Regions from separate parts of the Xenopus laevis genome. Here region 1 is linked to region 2. Evidence: chromatin contacts called from public Hi-C data. All regions are on one chromosome and are shown on one strand. Each heading gives the region's core, a stretch centred on a gene start, on an enhancer-like site or on the middle of the called end of the contact. The rest is flanking DNA. Distances are from core to core; before and after follow the strand shown.

Region 1 (2,788 bases), core at 22-2,521, 100 kb before region 2:
GTTATGGAAAACCCCATTATCCAAAAGGCTCTGAAATACAGAATTAGCTGTAATGTTTGTCCATGAGGTCGGTTAAAGCCGTACACCGTGGTCATATGTGACGTGACATGCTGAGGAAGGAAGCCGGCCATTGTGAGTATAAAAGCTGTTCACCTAAATAAGACTTTGCCAGGAGAGTTGTGCAGTGTTGTTTACATTTAAATTCAGCAGGAAATCTATGCAGATCCACACCATTAAGATGTAATAGGTTATCCCAGGACTATTTGGTCCTGTCTCCACAAATCCATGTGTTTGTGCAATTCAGCCATCATAGAACCTAATGCCTAACCGTGGCTTAATTTAGGGTGGTGGCAGATGGGGAGATTAGTCGCCCATTGACACATTTCCTCTACTTGGGGCGACTGATCTCCCTGAAATGCCTTCCCACTGGCAAGAATACGAATTGCCGGTGGGATGGCATATCAATTGCTTCGGATTTCTGAAGTCGCCCGAAGTTTCCTCGTGAGGAAGCCTTGTGCAATCTCCCCTAATCACAGATAATTTGCTGGAATACCCAGTATGTTAGTGCACAGGCCCAGACTGGCATTCAGAATAGGCCCTGGCATTTCAAGCACACAGAGGCCCAAATAGCCCAATAAATAGTGACTGTCTATGGCAACTTACAACAGCACGTCCGGCATTTGCCAGAACGGCCTTGAATTATTTCCTTATAGACAGGTAAGAAGCAAGTCCAGTGCCCAGTACCTTTAGTAATGAAAGAGTTATTGACGATGGTGTTCTTATTCCAGTGCCCTTCCCCCAACAAGAGAAGCCTTGCGCCTGGTGTCCCCGCAGGGAGTTTGTGTTGCTAATGAGCCCAGGTGGCCACAGACTAGTTCTCGGGGGACACACGGCACATTATGTGGCTCTGTGGGAGAGGAAGGAGACAGGCTGCTCTCAGCTGTTAGCAGAGACAGGAGGAGGAGGAGGGCATTTTGTCTGATCCCACTCCCTCCCCAACCCCCTTTGTCACTTACCTCCGCAGGCTTATTTGGCATCATCTCATTGCATCCCCGGCTTTCACAAGCAGCGCATCTCTTATGGAGGCTTCACAGTACATATTTCCTTGTTCATCTCAGGGAGTGCTGATGAAATTAGAAGGTTATGAAGCGCTGCAGCCTGTCAGCTGTAAAGCAGTTATGGGGCTAAAAAAAGCTGTTGATACATTGTGCTGGCAGTGTGCTGTGCTGAGGCAGGTATTAGCATAACCCTTTGGGTACCAGCAATATGCTCCCCAGCTATGGAGATGTCTAATTGGACTCTGAGACTTGTTACAGGCCGCAGTGAGCAGTAGAAGGGTTAATGCCGTGTGTGGGGCAGGGGCACATGGCTGGAATGCTGATTTCAGCAGTGAATTAAGTTGCTGGAATCATGACAGAAAGGTGTTGGTGCATCAAGGCTGCAATGATAATGGATTCAGGAATGCTCAGAAGGGCTGCAGCCAAGTGATGGATTTAGCAACGCTCTGACAGTCTGTAGCAATGATTAATAAAGCAGCGCTCTAGTGGGCTGCAACAGGGAAATAATGGAACCTGCCAAGCAGCAGACCCCCCCAAGGTATTATTAACTCTTCATTCCCTGTGTAGGAAGCCATTACACACTTGAGGAGGGGGGGGGCATTTCTCCTCTAAAATACACTAACTATTCACTGTGACAGTGTCTGAACCGTTTTCTCCATTAAAATATATAATATAGGTTTGGGACCTGTTATCCAGAATGCTCAGGACATGGGGTTTTCCATAATTTGGATCTTCATAGATTAAGTCTACTAGAAAATCATTTAAACATGAAATAGCATTGCTTCCAATAAGGACAATTATATCTTAGTTAGATCAAAGCACAAGGTGTACTGTCTTAATAAAGAGAAAATTATTTTTACAAATTTTAGATCATTTGGATAAAATGGAGCCTTATGGGAAGACGGCCATCCTGTAATTCGGAGAGTACTGGATAGCGGATCCTTTACCTGTACAAGAATATAGATGAGTGGGTGTATAACAATGTTAACTCAATATCATAGGACAATTTTCATACAATTCTACACATGTGGGGGCAGCTATGTCTTGAAAAGAACCCTTGTTCTATTAAATATTCCTCAAACATGACAAATAAAATGGTAGATCCCACTCATATGTATTTATCATATATTCAAATTCTTTACAGGGATTTTTCATGAGTCTGTGCCCCAGAGGAGCTTAGAGCTGAAGGTCCCTCATCACATACACTCTATGGTCAGTGTCATCAGGGGCCAATTGTACAGCCATTACATATGGATATATTTATATAGAGTATTTTGTACACACAGTAAGCTATGGCCTTGGGCTTCTGACTAATTCACTGAAGGGGAAATGCTTGGTCTAGCCTTGCAATCCATATGATTTTGCTGATTGCCTTAGCAACAGGATTAGACATTTCAGTGACCATGGAGACAAGTAGAATATAAAGACTATTTTTGCAGTTGCATGTACGTCTGTGTACATCAGTCTGGCTGGGTGAGTGGGGCACAACTGGAACAGAACCACTCGTCTAAATGAGCCCTAATATGCTCAATCATTCAGGAAACTGCTCAACCGACCTGCAAATATGATTTGGAAGTACAAAAATAAATAAAATGCCATTTTCCCCATCTCATGTGTGACTGAGCCTTTGGCTGTACACGGAGCACAAAGTGAAAGCTGATAATAGAAGCCTCCAGCTAGCCCCTGCTCCCCATAACTAGCAATCAGACCAATGCCGAGGGCTACAGGAG
Region 2 (2,700 bases), core at 52-2,551:
TTATAGAACTGGCCCTGCCAGTTTCTCAGCTGCAGTTCAGGATTTGCTTGGGGCCGTATGACTAAGCACATAGCAGTGCAGGGGTTATAAGCAGGGTTTGGAAAATTACTGCTCTTTGTTTTCAGGCAGGAATTAAAAATAACTAGCTACGGTTAAATAGAAAAAACCTTAAACTTGTGTTAGGGCTACAAAAACAAACATATTATCATGGGGGCAAGGTACCAAGGAAAAAAGCAAACCCAAAAAATCAGTGTTTTTTGCCCACAATGCAACTGTTCCCAAGAACTGCACATGTCACTGACAGATGCAACCTTTTGCAATCCCAGAATGGAGCACAAATAGTTGTATCTGCTTCTATATATAGTGCTGTTTATGTCTGTTGGCACTTCATACATTAGGGACGTACATTAGTGGAATGTTAGCATCCTCTGCCTTGTGACTCATTCATTATGCACAAAAGAAGAGTGAATAAGTACTGAGTAAAATATTACCCCCCACATACACACACACAAATATACAGCAGACTAAGGCTTTGTGCAGAACTCCATTTCAAGTTAAGTACCTTGCCTCAGTCTACAGCACCCCACAAGGTACCAGGGGCAGCAAAAAACTTTAGAAGCTGAAATTCTGGTTATCAAACTGGAAATTCTGCTCTTCTAGTTCAGCGAGTAAAATTGCGCCCCCTAGCCCTACTCCGGCAGGTTTGGCATTGTGAAAGCTGCCTCATGCAGCCTCGCGCTAGAATCTCCCCTGTCTATAGAAACTTAGATCTGAAAGATGAAATTTGCACAATTATGTCCTCTGAGTCTAAAGTCAGGTGCAATATTTGAGATTCTGGGGGGGCTAATATGATTGGCCTGATTTCTATTGGAAATGTCATACCAACTGAACATGCCTAGAAAAGCAAGCTAAATAAAGTTTAAAAGGTGCACTGATCTGCCACCACACAGGATATACAGCAGTCGCAACTAGGCACTGACCCAGTATTTAGTCATTATATGCGATAAGTATACAGTGTCAACAAGATAAAAGTCAATGTTTTTTATGATCCTTACTTAAAACGCTGACCCATAAACGTTGATCGGGGAATTTTCTTTTCTGTGAGTTAATGTGAAAGATGTCAGCTCATAACAGAGAATGCACCAAACTGTAACCCTGTAGACTGTGTAGACTGTTGGCCTGAGGCTAAGTGAATACCCAGCCTGCTTCTTGGAAGGTGAGGGATTTGGTTCAGGGCCACTTTTGGGACCTAAGGGTACCCCAGATCTTTCAAAAGTTGCAGTATAAAGCAGCCAGGGCCCTAAGCCCCTAACTCACATCCAGGCACTGTGGTATGTTGGTGCAATAATAGCTTTTGAGGTTTATAAACACTGGGCAAATTTGCACATGGGCAGTAGCCCATAGCAACCAATCACTGGCTTTTCTCAGGCAGCTGCAGGTTCAACAGTGAAAGCAGACATTTGATTGGCTGCCATGGGTTACTTCCCAGGTGTAAATTTAGCCATTGTTTTATAAATGAGCCCAAATGTCTTGCATTAAATGCAGTTCAGATCAGTCTAGGTGCTGTTGGAAAAATTACCTTCTGTATCTAGTTAAAAAATACCACTGCAACAATTCTGGTAACTGCAATCAGGACCGCCATCAGAAATCACAGGGCCCCATACGACAAAATTTCCTGGGCCCCCTGGGCTGCGCCCACCGCAAGCCCCACCTACAGGTCTGCTCTCCCCAACCCACAGGTCCGCCCCCCACCACACAGTAAAAAAACAAAAAAAATATTGGTGGCTAGGATTCCCACATATTAATAAAAAGATATTGGTGGTCAGGGCCCCCCATTAAAAAACATTTGTGGCCAGGGCCCCCCATTAAAAAATATTGGTGGCTAGGACCCCACAGGAGAAAAAAAAATGGTGGCCAGCCCCCCCCCCCACATTATAAGAAAATTGGTGGCCAGGGCCCCTTAAACATCCATGCCTTCCCGAAGTCAGCAGCTCTCACAAAGATGGGGGCCCGGCTAATCAAGTAAGTGTGGCATGGCCGGGCCCCCCTTACCCTTGGGGCCCCCTACAACTCTCCCCCCTGTCCCCCCTGATGGCTGCCCTGACTGCAATAACGTTTAAATGCAATATCTCCAAGACCAAAAAAATGCCCTACACAGACAGTGTTATCTTCCTTAGAAAAATCAATTTATATATAATTTGTCACCTTTAATAAACCTAATGTGAAGCCTCACATAGCTAAATGCTTTTGGACCCTGCTGAAAAATCTGGTGCAAGTCTGCCACATGAGGTTGTGTTAAATATAGTCTGGCTCATTAATCAACAGTTAACCAACAAGAGCAAACACAACAGTGTGCATGTACACCAGTACTACAATGCAATTAAAAGTTCATTGCATTGGATTTAAAATATGGCACAAGTTGCAGAAGGCAGCACTATCATGATTTTCAGTCAATTCAAACTGCATACCTGTCATTTAATCAGCTTATGTCACTTTATGGAGAGTGGTTCCACAACAGCAGGTCAAAGAACTGAAGTAGGGGCCCACACGTGTGAAACTTGAGGCAACTGTTCATTTACTGCTTTGGGTATAGCAAGTAAAACAAGAATAAGAATATTAAAACCATGTTTTACCATGTTTGTTATAGAGTCTGAGCATACATTTTATAAGATAACTATATTTTTAACAGATCTTACAAAC

What was found. A called contact is a pair of places that touch in the nucleus more often than the background predicts.
Region 1: a Hi-C map of the XL177 cell line shows a contact between it and region 2, with 5 times the contacts expected there. The contact joins two enhancer-like sites. A contact is called at or near these places in 3 of 4 Hi-C or Micro-C datasets (the XL177 cell line, the XTC cell line and animal cap).

The regions. Positions count from the first base shown.
Region 1 is chr4L:96,629,519-96,632,306 of Xenopus_laevis_v10.1, reverse strand. No RefSeq gene overlaps it. Among protein-coding and RNA genes, the nearest start is that of kiaa1614.L, 21 kb to the left of the region's middle. Within about 2 kb of position 1,271, at least 5 of the 7 cell types and tissues checked have an H3K27ac peak or open chromatin away from gene starts, as enhancers often do.
Region 2 is chr4L:96,528,517-96,531,216 of Xenopus_laevis_v10.1, reverse strand. No RefSeq gene overlaps it. Among protein-coding and RNA genes, the nearest start is that of ier5.L, 48 kb to the left of the region's middle. Within about 2 kb of position 1,301, at least 1 of the 7 cell types and tissues checked has an H3K27ac peak or open chromatin away from gene starts, as enhancers often do.